5 separate regions of the Mus musculus genome follow, and regions 1, 2, 3 and 5 are each linked to region 4. A link is a contact called in public HiChIP or PLAC-seq and promoter capture Hi-C data. All regions are on one chromosome and are shown on one strand. The core of a region is the stretch at or near the end of the contact, and the rest is flanking DNA. Distances in the headings are between cores, read along the strand shown. Region 1 overlaps Gm30695 (a long non-coding RNA gene). Region 2 holds the start of Cldn14 (claudin 14). Region 3 overlaps Dop1b (DOP1 leucine zipper like protein B). Region 4 holds the start of 2410124H12Rik (RIKEN cDNA 2410124H12 gene). Region 5 has its middle 36 kb from the start of Cbr1.

What was found. Promoter capture Hi-C pulls out the DNA fragments that hold promoters and counts their contacts. HiChIP or PLAC-seq counts read pairs in DNA pulled down with a chosen protein or histone mark.
Region 1: an H3K27ac HiChIP or PLAC-seq map of embryonic fibroblasts shows a contact between it and region 4, with 43 times the contacts expected there. The contact joins the enhancer-like site here to the promoter of 2410124H12Rik in region 4. A contact is called at or near these places in 17 of 39 promoter capture datasets (3T3-L1-derived adipocytes, the C10 cell line, the HPC-7 cell line and 11 more), 2 of 15 datasets of contacts at CTCF or cohesin (the NIH/3T3 cell line and large pre-B cells), 1 of 484 Hi-C or Micro-C datasets (bone marrow-derived macrophages), 3 of 115 datasets of contacts at active chromatin or transcription factors (embryonic fibroblasts, embryonic stem cells and stem cell-derived neural progenitor cells) and 2 of 9 other capture datasets (adipose tissue and macrophages).
Region 2: a contact with region 4 is called in a promoter capture Hi-C map of liver, with 2.4 times the contacts expected there. The contact joins the promoter of Cldn14 here to the promoter of 2410124H12Rik in region 4. A contact is called at or near these places in 2 of 39 promoter capture datasets (both in liver).
Region 3: a promoter capture Hi-C map of liver shows a contact between it and region 4, with 4 times the contacts expected there. The contact joins the enhancer-like site here to the promoter of 2410124H12Rik in region 4. A contact is called at or near these places in 3 of 39 promoter capture datasets (liver and stem cell-derived epiblast-like cells).
Region 5: a promoter capture Hi-C map of the C10 cell line shows a contact between it and region 4, with 6 times the contacts expected there. The contact joins the enhancer-like site here to the promoter of 2410124H12Rik in region 4. A contact is called at or near these places in 8 of 39 promoter capture datasets (the 3T3-L1 cell line, the C10 cell line, embryonic stem cells and 4 more), 1 of 484 Hi-C or Micro-C datasets (bone marrow-derived macrophages), 2 of 115 datasets of contacts at active chromatin or transcription factors (differentiating embryonic stem cells and stem cell-derived neural progenitor cells) and 1 of 9 other capture datasets (liver).

The regions. Positions count from the first base shown.
Region 1 is chr16:93,519,370-93,522,069 of GRCm38.p6, reverse strand. All of the region lies in intron 2 of Gm30695 (a long non-coding RNA gene), which reads left to right. Among named protein-coding and RNA genes, the nearest start is that of Gm30695, 11 kb to the left of the region's middle. Within about 2 kb of position 1,364, at least 19 of the 459 cell types and tissues checked have an H3K27ac peak or open chromatin away from gene starts, as enhancers often do. A contact at or near this core is called in embryonic fibroblasts, where this site is marked.
Region 2 is chr16:93,928,179-93,930,878 of GRCm38.p6, reverse strand. Cldn14 (claudin 14) reads left to right here and starts at 1,312. Exons shown (of 2, transcript NM_001165925.1): 1 at 1,312-1,570. Gm31012 (a long non-coding RNA gene) reads right to left here and starts at 1,537. Exons shown (of 2, transcript XR_385072.3): 1 at 1,175-1,537.
Region 3 is chr16:93,769,091-93,771,827 of GRCm38.p6, reverse strand. Dop1b (DOP1 leucine zipper like protein B) reads right to left here. Exons shown (of 37, transcript NM_027293.1): 19 at 802-2,434; 20 at 1-82. Among named protein-coding and RNA genes, the nearest start is that of 2310043M15Rik, 24 kb to the left of the region's middle. Within about 2 kb of position 1,362, at least 12 of the 459 cell types and tissues checked have an H3K27ac peak or open chromatin away from gene starts, as enhancers often do. A contact at or near this core is called in liver, where this site is marked.
Region 4 is chr16:92,477,356-92,480,055 of GRCm38.p6, reverse strand. It overlaps 2410124H12Rik (RIKEN cDNA 2410124H12 gene), which reads right to left and starts at 1,314. Exons shown (of 3, transcript NR_165041.1): 1 at 1,088-1,314.
Region 5 is chr16:93,642,799-93,645,498 of GRCm38.p6, reverse strand. No RefSeq gene overlaps it. Among named protein-coding and RNA genes, the nearest start is that of Cbr1, 36 kb to the right of the region's middle. Within about 2 kb of position 1,393, at least 8 of the 459 cell types and tissues checked have an H3K27ac peak or open chromatin away from gene starts, as enhancers often do.

The DNA.
Region 1 (2,700 bases), core at 115-2,614, 1.0 Mb before region 4:
AGATGTAGGTACAGACAGTGATTTTCTGTCTGTACTGAGGTGGAGACTAATAGTTTAGGGATCATGCAAGAATCAAATAGGAGTGCCTTAAATTCTACAGCACCAGCATAGCAGAGGAAACCCTAACCGAAGAAACAGCCTGCAGGGTAGGAGAACAAGATTTCCAGCTATCCATCTAACTGGAGATAAATAACCAGAATATTTAAAAACCCCTAAGATCCCAAAGCACAAACAATCCAATTAACAAATAGGAAAAAGAACTGAGCAGACACTTTCCAAGGAAGATAGATAACTCAGCAAATGTGCAGAAAAAATGCAAATCAAGCCATGTCCATGCTTTGATGGTAGCGGTTCATAGGACTCTTCCCTATTGTCCAGAGAAGCTCTTAAAATATTTAAGTGGATGAGTGTTTAGAATTATAGGATGATTATATTAGTTGGGAAAAGTGTCAATAGTAGGATTTCCTCTACGTCCCCAGCCTCACCAATTATGGGTAGTTGGCTCTACAGTACCAGGCATAGATTCCCTCCTGTTGAGTAGGCTCTAAACCAGCAGTCATGCTAACTCGGATGGGGGAATATCCTGAGGCCTCCACCCCTAGATGAAGAGATACAGACATTTAACAGCTGCTGGGAGAGGGAGAATTAGTCTTCCCCAGGGATGCCCCCCCCCCCAAAACTGGCTATTTAGTCCGGAATGGTCAACCTTAAAAACATGTATATGTGAGCAATATTAAATAGACTCAGAAAGTTGGGTATGTATGTATGTATGTATGTATGTATGTATGTATGTATGTATGTCAGAATAATAAAAAAATGATGAATTTGGGGGCAGGGACAACAACATAGGAGTTGGAGAGAGGAGAGGAAGGGAGGAGTAATAGAAATGCCGTATACAGACTCTCAGCGCCTTTCTTTAAGTGGTTGGCATTGAATTAAAAGGGAGCTAATTGGACTTTAAATGTTTGTTTGAAATGAGAACGAATTCACTTCTAGATGTAATCTTTTGATGTGGATGAGAACTAACCCTAATGTTTCAAATGGAGCGAAACATGAGTTTCCTAAGCTCTAGGCAGCCTCCAGTTTGGGTGTTTTCTGACAGACATTTTGGACCTCTGTGCACATCAGCCTTTTAATATTCTTGACTGCCTTGGCATTCACAAGAGTATGGAAGTCACAGCTGAGAAAAGGCACAGAGGAGAAACAGAGACTCTTTCTGTCTCTTCTTGTCCCTCTGGTTTGTGTCTAGAATGTTAGCACTCATATTTTTCTGAGTTCTTTGGTGTGTCTAACTGCCCCCAAGACAGTTTCGTAGTGGTCCTGGCACCAGCCCTGTCCTGGGCCTCAGGCACACTCAGGGGGTTGGTCTGTAAGGCTGTCTAGTCATCTCCAGAGAATGTTGTTCCCCAGGCCTCAGCCCTCAGCTCTGGGATGTCTGCTGCAGGTTTTCTGCAACTCGATCCCTTCTGAGTTCCACATCCTGATTCCCAACCTCCCCTAAAACTTCACCACATTCATGAGAGAGAGAAAAAAGAGCAAAGTATTTGTTTAGATTATTTAAGAGCAAATGTGGGGGTATCGGTACTGAGTGGGGATCCCCAGAAGAATACAGACAAGATGGCACATTCAGTGCCTGCTCATCTCTGGGAGGCATTACGTCCCAACAAGCAGTTCAGCTGTTGGGTAAAAGGGAGAACTGACAATTGGGTGGGTAAACAATTAAACATACCCAGCAGTGGGCAGCTATCCCCACCCCTAGCATGCTTTGTACATTTCTGGCTTGCAGAAATGTATATTGTGTGTGTGTGTGTGTGTGTGTGTGTGTGTGTGTGTGTGTGTGTGTGTGAGGGGATAGGGGTTGTTTATCTCACTCAAGGCCCTTCTAGGAGTCAGGAATGGCAAGTTGGCTTGAATGGAGGGCTCAGCAGATGATGACATAGCCTTGCCACCTCTCAGATCCAGGCTGGGCTCAGAAACAGGTGACATGAGATGACCCCACCCAGCTGGGAGATGACATAGAATGAGGAGGCAGTATGGCTCATGGAGAATGAATGTGAGTTATTGAGAGCTAAGTTAGACAGTGCTTCCCTCATGTCATGGAATACAACATTGCTCTTTTGAGGAAATGATTTAATAAAAACAATTGGATTATTGCTGTATTATACCTGACTATGTTTTTCATTCTTTTGGCTGTTGAATTCCAAGATCAATCACTATTTGTTTAAAACAGATGGTTTTGGGCTCTCAGAGATCCTACCCACACATTATAAAAGGTTTTATTATAGAGTTTGAAGTTCTGAGTCCAAGTTTTCCAGAAGGATGTGCACGGTACCTAAAGGAGCAAGGGTAGGAAATCAACAAGATGCAAGGATGAGGTACAGCTGTTAAATATTTGGAAGCTTTATCAGTGCAGATGATACAGGACAAGGTAATTGAGAAAACTGTACAACAGCCTAAAATCAGAAGGCATGCTGCATGGGGGCAGAGATGTACATGGAAACTATAAGGTTATTGAAGAGAATCACGGTGTTGGAGTGGTACACCACACGGGCTCTTATGGCTACAGGCTGTGACTGTGAGACAAGATTATATTGCTAGGGACACTGTGAATTCACGACATGGAGAAACCAAGCTGGGAAAAGCCATGACTGAGCTAGAAGCTCCCTCCATGCTGGCTAGTGTTCACAAGATCAGAAGGTA
Region 2 (2,700 bases), core at 63-2,562, 1.5 Mb before region 4:
CTGACTTCCTTGGTGATGAACAGCAACATGGAAGTGTAAGCCGAATAAACCCTTTCCTCCCCAACTTGCTTCTTGGTCATGATGTTTGTGCAGGAATAGAAACCCTTACTAAGACAAGGTCACTGCCAGAAGTTCACAGTCACGACCTTAAGCCCTAACGTGGCCCATTCTCCCAGGTTCTCCATTTGGCTCTTGGCCACAGGAAGAGCAGATGGGAGGAGGGTGTTTCCATTCATAACAGAGGGCACAGTATGCCTAGAACACCTTCCTCATGAGCATGGGTACGGACACCTAGCTACTGTCAACTCAATGCTTTTGGATCTCTTCTTTCATATTTATATATAAAATATGTGGCAAAACCTTGCCACACCGAGGACCAGCCGTCTCCACACGCCAAGCCTTGGTTCTCAGGGTGGCACCACCAGGAGCTGATAGGCAGGGCTTGATGAGAGGGGTTTTGTTGAGAGACATTCTCATGAAGAAGATTGTGAGACCCCTTTCCTTTCTGCACAACCATGCCCAGGGCCACCTGCCAACATAGTTTTCTACAGCGTCCCCTCTGAAGTTCCCGTGACTGCAGAGTGCCATGGGACACCTTGGTTCAGTGGCATAGAGGGCAAATGAAATCAACAGAAAGACAACTCAGTGGTTCTCAGCACACCCTGGCATCCCAAAAATCACACTCCAGACACCTGACGGACCTGCAGGCATTCCCGGCCAGGACAGGTCCCTGTGCCACTTTGAGGTCTCCAGGCCGCCATCTCCTACCTACTGAGAAGACTGTCTTCTCCTTTTGACTCTTATCTTCGACTCCTGTTACACCATCCCTCATTCAGTGCTACGACCCTTGACCTACTCAGCGTCATTTCCTACCTACAGACTGCAACAGAGTCATCCCTCAGCCATTATAGCAAAAATGGCCTGAAAGAGAAGTCGCTCCTTTCCCAGAATTCCCTCACAGCCCTCATCAGGATTGGGAAAGCAAATTGCTCAACAAGGAAAAAGTCCACAGCCACATGGGGCCAACCATCAGGTGGACGGCTCGGGGGATGCGTCCCTGTGGCCAGCAGCTGCGGCAAAGGAGTCTGGTGACCAATAGTCAACAGAGCCAGAGCAGGGAGGTCAGAAAAGGCTGACACAGAGCAGTGGGTAGGAGAGATGAGGTTTCACCTACCAGCCACAGGGACCCATTAGACGGCCGTGTGTAGATATCTCTGGCATTCTTGTTCCAAACGCAGATAGGACATTTCCGGTTGGTCTTGAAAGTTTGCCTCAGCAGGGCCACCTTGTAGGGCGCACTGGCTGGTTAATCTTCTAACCAGAGGGCATGTGTGCCCACGCAGGCCCGACTCAGAGACCGTAATTGACCAGACAACTCTCTCTCAAACACACTGGCCTTAGAGCTTCCATTCGGCGAATGAGGCAAAGCCAGAAGACTGTGGTGTCCTTGCTGTGTCTCCGTGGTCTACCTGAGAGCATCAAGGTGGATGGGACTGGAGCTGTTCTGTATGTGAGTGGAGTGGCTGCAGCCGGCAGGCATTTATCTCCAAAGCTGGGCCCTGCCTGTCAGGTGTGTGGGTGGTTGAGTTGAAAGGCAGGTCGGTGGCCTGGCGAAAGTGAACGTTCTCCAAGGGTCCTCGGTCCTGGGTGTGGAGGGGACCCTAAGACGTTGGGGGTAAAGGGCACCCAAGCTGCTGAGGACCTAGGGAGGGCAGGGATGTGGTCCTACAGTATCCGGGCAAAGCTCCCTCTTCGCTTTCTGGGTCTCAATTGAGAGCAAACATGAATGGAGATGCTTGGAGACTGTTTGTCACCTGGGGAGGTGCCATCATTGTCTCTGGCCGCTCTGACTCCTTGTGGGGAACCAGCGTGGTTCAGCACTGTTCATAACTTCTGCCTTGAGAGCATCCTCTTCCTCATGAGAACCTCAACCTAAGCCCCTGAGCCCCAAGCTCAACACAGCCACTTGGGAGGAGGGAATAAGAAGGAGATACGAGAGCTTGATTCCTCTATCTATCTATCCATCCACCCATCATCTCTCTCTCTCTCTCTCTCTGTGTGTGTGTGTGTGTGTGTGTGTGTGTGTGTGTATGATCATGTGTTTGAGTATTTCCCACCTTACTGTTTGAGACAGGCTCTCTCCTTAGCCTAGAGATCACCGGTTAGTGAGCTAGCTGACTAGAGAGTCCAGGGACCCAGCACCTCTCCAGTGCTGGGATTTTAAGCTCTGGCCACCATGCCTGCCTTTTGATGTGAGTTCTGGGCATCAAACTTGGGGCCCTTGAGTTTACACAGCAAACACTTTACTAACTGGGCCATCTCTCCAGTCTTTTGGCTGTCTTTTTTTTTTTTAAGATTTATTTTATGTATATGACTACACTGTCGCTGTACAGATGGTTGTGAGCCATCATGTGATTGCTGGGACCTCTGCTTGCTCCAGCCCCACTCGCTTTGGCCCAAAGATTTAGTTATTGTTATATGTAAATACACTGTAGCTGTCTTCAGACACACCAGAAGAGGGCGTCAGATCTCATTACGGATGGTTGTGAGCCACCATGTGGTTGATGGGATTTGAACTCAGGACCTCTGGAAGAGCAGTCGGTGATCTTACCTGCTGAGCCATCTCTCCAGCCCCTTAGCTGTCTCTTAATAAAGGTAAAAAATAGCACAAAGAGGGAAAAATCCTATGCAATTGTATTT
Region 3 (2,737 bases), core at 113-2,612, 1.3 Mb before region 4:
ACAAAAATGGCTAATGGTCGTAAGACCTTCCAGAAGAGTGAGCGGGTAGTCAGGAGAAATGTTTTCCTTCTTTGAGGTTGTACTATGGAGAAGAAATGAGAAATTGTTAAATAAAATAATGGGGGGTAAAGGTGGTGACCTGAGTTTGTCCCAGAACCAACTTAGAAGAAAAGAACAGCATCCCATCTTGTCCTTGAAAACACACATGCATGCACACACACACGCGCATACACACAATGGTAAGTATTAGAAGAATATTTAAAAAACAAGAAATTGGTTTTGAGAATTTGAAAGAACATAAGGCCATGAAGGTTGCAGCCTGACACGTAAACACAGAACACAGCGATCGACTCGCTGTGTTTGACTGACTGGGCTCCCGAAAGCACGGGCATTTTGGGTGCTGCTTTATGTTATAAAGTCACTACTGAAAAATGGTTTTAGGTGTTTTAGAGTTACTCTAAAGCTGATTCTGGTTTTGTTTATTTCTATTTTGCAAAACTAACAGAGTTAACTAACTGGCTGGCACCTCTGAGAAGGCCTGGGTTGCTGTGTGGATTTATTTACACAGGGTATCAATTAGCACAGAGCTCACCCGTGTATACTATGTATGTAAGGCCATCCAGATGGACCCTCGGGTTCATAGATGCTAGCAGGAGACATGTGGGGTTAAAGCCAAAGGATGGAAGCAGGTACACTCCTGCTGATGACAGTCCCCAGCCTTCTGAGGGGGTTGATTATCTTTCAACTGCCTTGGCAACAGAGACATTTATTACAAAATCTGCCAATAAGATTCCAGCATACCTGATGGTGAACTTGACAGATTCACTTTCATATTGCTTGACCAGATCGTCCAAATTTTTGCAAATCTGGATAACAAAGGGTGTCACTGTCCAGCCCAGAGACTTTCCAAAGTATGGCAAGGAATGCGTGACCAGGCTCACCCAGGCGGGGTGCATGCCGTAGCCATAGGCGGGCTGCAGCCCTCTCACCACAGCTGAGACCAGAAGGCCCTGGGAGGTGAGGGGGTGGGGCTGCACGTACTGCATGGCACCGATGGCCTGCTGGAAGTTGAGAGCCCTCTGCCACTCTCGGGATAGGGCCGGCTGAGTCTCCGCCTCCTCCTGGCCCTGGCCCAGGTGGTGCTCCAGGACGATGAGGGCCTGCAGCAGCTTGAGCAGCTCGATCTGCAGTGGGTGCTCGCTCCAGATCTGGTCCTGCCCCAGATTGATGAGGCTCTCCTCAAAGAGGCTGTCCTCCGCGAGGAGCCTGCCGCCCCGGTCGGCGGTGGCCAGGCCGTAGCGCTTCTGGCTGGTGTACATGGACGCGGACAGCGAGAGCAGGACGAACTCCTGGACCTTGCACCTCTGCAGCAGGCTGTGGATGAACTCCGTGTTCTTCCCTTCCGCCGACTTGGCCATGGAGACCAGCTGTGCTGTAATCCTAATGAGGACCTCCACGCTCTTGACCTGCACGTCGCGGTTGCCAAGGATGTCCCTGTGGCAGACCTTCAGGTAGCAGGGGTAGTAGGAGCGGAGGAAGCTCAGGCAGAGGTAGGTAAGGAGTTCAATGAGCAGGGAGTGGGGGCAGACATTGGGGGCCTGGGTCTGCAGCTTGCCATAAAAGCTCTGGCCGATGAGGGCCTCCTGGTGGCGTGCCAGGAGGTTGGAGATGAGGTTGAGGTGCGCGGTGGAGCTGGTGTCTATGCCCGTCCTGGACACAGCCTCAATGAACTCCTTGGGATTGGTCTTAAGCACGGCCTCCAGTACGGAGAAGGCATACAGGACCCTCTGGGAGTCGTAGGGCTGCAGGTAGAGCAAGATGTGTTTGAACAAGGCCTCGACTGTCTCCTGCTTCTCCCTCTGCTGCTTCAACAGCCTCGATGTGGTGATGGCTTGGAGCTCCACGTCAGCCTCCTCGTCACTGGAAAACGACTCGGAAGCCTGTGTCTTGTCTGAGTCTGCTCGCACCAGGCTTAACCTGGCATTGGACCTGGGGCTTTCTGGCTGGAAGGCTGCCAGCAAGGCCGCTCGCTTGGAGTATGCCCTGCCCCCGATGGGGATCGGAGCACAGCAGTTTTCCTCGTGGCTCAGGTCCTGCAGATCGTGGGAGGGAGATGAGAAAGTGGATGTGTTCTCACTGTCAGTGTGGCCAGAGCTCGTGTCTGCAGACTCTGTGTGCTCACTGCTATCCCCGCCACCAGAGGTCATCCTGTCTGGAAGGTCCACATAGTAGGGCAGGTCTTCCTCACTTAGATCACTTCTTGGTGGGCATTTCTCTGGTTCCTTCTCTACTTCAGCCCAGATGGCTTCTCGATCCACGGTGGTGAACTGTCCTCGAGGCAGGCGTTCCTCAGGGGCACCCTCCTGCGGCTCAGATTCACCACACGCCTCTTTGCACGTGGGCTTCTTCCTGTTAAACCAACGGTGTAAATCCTCTGGAAATCACAAAATGACAAAGGACTTTAAACCAGAATTGCTAGAGATGACAAATTAGCTCTGAGGTGATCGTTGGCTTAAAGGAGACAATGCCCACTGGAACTGTATCAAGTCATGGGCAAAACAGAGACAGAGCATTGTAAAATTGTCCTTTAGCTGGAAGAGGTATCTCAGTTGGGAGAGTGTCAAGTTAGAGTATGGAAGGCCCTGGGTTTGATCCCCAGCACCGCATAAGCTTGGGGTTGGTGCACTGGGCACCCGGCTCTTAGCAATATCCAGGGATTGTGAGCATTAGTTACACT
Region 4 (2,700 bases), core at 65-2,564:
GTACTGAGTCTCCTGCAGCCTTAGAAAACTCATACTGAGACTTAGCTGCCTGGTCACACCTCAGAGCACAGGCTTAAGCCCTCCCAGAATCCCTTTAAGATAGACACCTTCCTCTGCTGATGCAAAGTGACATCGACCCACGACTGCCTAACCGGCTGCCATATTTCACTAGAGTCAGATGAGTTGCTGTTTCCGGCTGACCTGAAGCCAAGATGAAGGTAGCTTTTTATTTCATGTTTTATTTTTTGCCACCTCTGTTTCTTGTCCAGTGTGTCTCTCATCTATGTGGCAGTGACACCTGTATTAGGTACTATTCTTATCGCTGGGACAGAGTAACAGGCAGAAGTAGTTAAGGGAAAGAGTATTTATCCTGGCTGTAGTTTAAGAGAAGGTATAGCACGTGAGGAATGACATGGGTTCCAGCCGGGACCATTCAGCATTGTTACATGACAGAAATCACAGGCTAGAAGCCCACTGTGAGATCTTCAGTTCAGTTCTGCAGGCTCACTTCCTCTAGCTAGACCCCCAGATGTCCCCCAGACTTTTAAAACAGTGCCATGAGCCAGGCATGTATGAACCCTGTAGCGGGCACGTCACACTCAAACCACAATGTCTTTTAAATACAGTCTCCTAGCCTGAAGCTCTGGGTCCCAACCCCCTAATCCCAGAGTTGCCCTCCAATATCCCCTCCCTACATAACAGTCAGAATCCAAAGAACACATCTCTCCCGCCCAGAAAGATTCTAGAATGATGGCATATTCCCAGATACCACCGGGAGCATTCTAGCCTGGGAACCACCTAGATGGCTGAGCAAGGGAGACACTTGTCACACCTCATGTCCCCGGCTCAAGCTCCAGAACTCACACGGAGAAGGAGAAAAAGACGTCTTTTGATCTCCACCTGTGCACCACAGCATGGGGCGGGGGCGGGGGGGGGGGGGAAAGGGGAGAAGGAGGGAGAGGCGGACCACGCACACACGCACACACACAAAACCATGCTTGATTAATTAATTGAAATAAATTTTTAAAATCCACCTGAACACCTAACAGGAGTGTCTGGCTTAGAACAGAGCCTGCCAGATACTCACCTCATGAGCGCATCCATAGCATCACCTCTTGGGGACTCCAGCAGGGCGAGTGGACAGAACCTCGTGGCGGAGCAAGTAGCGCTCTGGACCCCACCATTCTCCAAGCCAATCGACATCCTCTTCATCCAAACTTCCCTTCTCCTTTCAACTCCTTCTCCTTTCCTCCTTCCTTCTCCCAGCTTCTCTGAAGGCATGTGTGCGCACGCCCGATGTTAAAGAAATGAACGGGACGGCGAGCGATAAACCTCGGGTTTTGGAAGTCTGCCGTTCATCACTAGGGGGAGTGTTTGCACAGCTGGTTCATCTCGACCTTGCAATTTGCTGGTACAGGACTCCAGAGAGGAATGAATTCTAGTCTACGTATATTTAAAAGGAGAGAAAAGGCCACAATTCGTGGCTATAAGAATAAAATCATTCTCTTGAAAGATATCCTGATTGATCCCGAAGAGGCACAATTGCAATTTAGAATGGTTAGAACGCCATTCTAATTTCACGTCCTCTGTTCCTTTTTGTTCTGACCCGGGGAGCAAACAAGAGCTGCTGCCACTGTTGCCAGAATCCATCTACACACCTGGGTTTAGACCCAAGCTTATTGGGGAAATGAGGAAATGCAGTAAGTTGAGGGTTGCCCTCTGGCGGGTTGCTCTCCTGTACTGTTTGTGTAGGCATACTATTATCTTTGGAGTTGTGGGTTGCATTTTAGAGCAGTTTGAGGTTGGTTACATTTTAGAGTAGTTTGAGGTTACAGAAAAGCTGAATGGAAGATGCCCTGAGTGTTACTCCAGTTTCCCATCGCTAACATTTTGCAGCAGTGTGGTTCATTTATTAAAACTAATAAGCCAATGTCGATACACAATGATTAACTAAGTCTGCAAATCACGATAAGATTCATTCTTGGTGTTGTGTGTCCTACACACAATGTACATGTATACATATGTCTGCCTACATACAACACATAGAATAGAGTAAAACAAAACAGCAGTAAAAATGCCTGTGCTCTTCCCACAAAGTACACATACTCAGTACACATAACATGGCTGCTCCTGTTAGCAGTGACATGCTAAGGAACACCCTTTCCATTCCAACATTTTTGGGATCCAAAGACTGACAGCTGGCTGGCTCTCTGTGACAGCCAACAGTGACCTCACTCAGCATCTCGTTCCTGGGGCACAGAACTGTCTCTCACTTATATGGGGGTGTCTTATTTAGCAGCAAAGGAGATGCAGGTTAGGGTTAGGGACCTGGTTCTTTTTGGAAGCCCATCAAGGCTCAGCAGCCACACAAAGAGAAGCAGCTTAAAGCTATATAACATATCAAAAGCAAAACAACTAATTCTGGTTAGGAAAATAGCTCAGTGGTTAGGGCTTTCTGTGCAAGCAACGAGGGACTGCGTTTGAGTCTCTAAACCCACATTAAAATAAAGAAAAGCTGAACGAGACAGTACACGTTCGTTTATAATCCCAGTGCTGGAGAACTGGAGACAGACAGGCAAACCCCAGCCCTTCACTGGCCAGACAGCCTAGCCTGGTAAATGTTAGGCAATGAGAGACCGTCTCAAAAACCAAGATGGCAGCTCCTGAACTGCCCCTCCCCATACACACACATTTGTATGC
Region 5 (2,700 bases), core at 144-2,643, 1.2 Mb before region 4:
TCTGGCTGCAGTGACTGGGTTTGGACCGCTTTGAATGTGCTTGTTAAATATCCCCCACCATGTACTTAGGCATGTTCCTGGCTGTTCCTCATGTTCCTTGTAGGCTGTTGGTGTGCTTAGTGGGAACCTGAACCTCGCTTCTTGCGTCCTCAGCCTTAGAAACCTCACAGCTTTCCAGGAACCCAAGATGTATTAGTCAGGCTTCTCTAGAGTCACAGGACTTATGGGATGTCTCTGTAGATTAAAGGAAATTACTGGAGTGACTTACAGTCTGCAGTCCAACTCACCCAACAACGGGCAGCTGTGGATGGGAAGGCCAAGAAGCTGCTCAGTCCTGCGAGGCTTCTGTAGAAGCTGGGATCCTGAAGAAGTAGGTTCCAACAGATGTGCAGACAAGCAAGTGCAAGCAGACAGAGAGGAGTGAGTCTTCCTCCTTCCAGTGTCCTTATGTAGGCCTCCAGCCGAAGGTGTGGACCAGATTAAAGGCATGCACCACCTTGTCTGGGCCTAAGCTTTTCATGGACACCATGCCTCAAGATCTTGATCACAGGTGTGCCCTCCAATTCTGGATTGTAGTTCATTCCAGATATAGTCAAGGTGACAACTGGAAATGGCAATCACAAGAGGTCTCTGTGAGCTGTGCTGAAAGGGACATTGAGCATGAACCAGGAGACACTCTTGGTTAGACAGGGTGGCTAGTGGACGGAAAAGTAGGCTGAATTAGAGGCAAGACTTGCTTTATCTGAATTATATCCTAAATTCTGTCTACTTTTAACTCCCTGTCTCCCCTCCCCATTTTTTCCTGCATGGGGAATCAAAGCCAGGACTTTGTATATTCTAGGCCATTGCTCCAGCACTGAGCCACATCCCTAGCACACCCTCTGCTTCCTCTCCTTCACAGTTATTTACTTATTTGCTCATTCATGTGTGTGTGTGTGTGTGTGCGTGTACACGCATGCATGTGTGTGTAGCTCAGAGAAGAGCTTATGGGAGCTATTTTTTCTTTTTCCCACATGGGTTCTGGGATTAAACGCAGGTTGTCAGGATGGAGACAAGCACCCTTGCCCACTGAGCCACCTCACTGTCCCCTCTTCTTCTTAGTGAACAGATTCTTGTCAAATATTATTTTTCATCAGATGAGCAAAAACACAAATTCCACTTTAAAGCTTCGCTGGCTTTACAGGAGTGTTTCTATGTCGAAACTATTCCTTCAGGAAATGTCTACGAGCTGAGGAGATGACTCAGCAGATAAAGTGCTTGCTATGTAAGTACGAGGACCTTAGTTCAGATTCCCAGCAACCAGGCACTTGTCAGCCAGCCATGGTGCCTTGTGCCAGTGCCAGTGCCAGGAGATCAGGACAGTGTAGCAGAGATGGTAAACTCCAGGGTCACTCAGAAATTCTGGCTGACAAAAAGCTGAAGGGAGGGAGCAGAGAGACAGCTCAGCAGTGAGGAGCATTGGCTGCCCTTCCCCAGGACCAGGGTTTGAATCCCGGGACCCATAACATGGAGCTCACAACTAGCTGAAACGCCAGCTCCAACAGTTTCCAGCACTTCTAGTGTCTGAAAGCATCAGCAGCCATGTGTTTGCACATGCCTATACAAACACACACACATACACACACACACACACACACACACACACACACACACACACACAAATTAAAAATAAAATAAACCTTTAAAAAAGTAAAGAGGAGAAGAGATTGAGGAAGACACCACAGGATAAATCTTTGATCTTCGCAAGCACCCACATGGGCAAGTGCGCCCGAAGACACACATATGTACAGACATACATAATATACAAATGTACACATGCAAGCATGACATACACATGCAAACATGACATACACATGTACACACACCCATACACACATGCACAATACAAGCATATGCACACACTTGCACATATAACATGCATATACACATAGGCACACATACATGCACACATGAACATATGTGCACATGGACACATGACACACCCAAGTACACAGGAATGCAGAGTTTACATAGATGTGACAAGTCCTTTGGTTAGTTTAGTAGACAGAGAGGCATTTAGTAAGTACTTAATGTGTCTCAGTGTTGTAGAGACTCAAGAGGGGGAAACACTTGGGGAATTTGAGAGTCAAGCTTGAAAGGTGCCTCTGCTCACACCAGCCCTGTGCTCACACCAGCCTTGTGCTCACACCAGCCCTGTGCTCACACCAGCCCTGTGCCTGTGGATGTGTGTTCTGGAGCTAGTCCATCTCTACCATGCAGTCATGTGGGATGGCACTGGGCTATTTCAGGCTAGACCGTCCTCTAGCAGAACCTGTCAGGACAAATCAGGGTCCAGGTCAGGGATGGTGGGCTAGACAAGACTGAAAACTCTTTCCATTTTTCAAGAATAAAAAAAACTTTGCATTTTTTTTTCTTTGGATAAAATCAGATTTTATATTGTGCAGCAAGAGTGTGAGGCCATATCAGCTGTAGTAGCTGTTTTTTCGGTTTTTTTGTTTGTTTTGTTTTGTTTTGTTTTTGTTTTTGTTTTTTGAGGTGTTCAGGATGACCGAGACACCCTCATTCATATTTACACTAAACTCTGTGATTTCTCTAAAGGTTTGGAGAATTCAGCTTTGAATCCATGTGGTCTTGGAGTTTTGCCTTGTTGGAGGATTTTGTGAAAAATTACTTCCTTATCTTGTTGATGGTTTAAGCTCT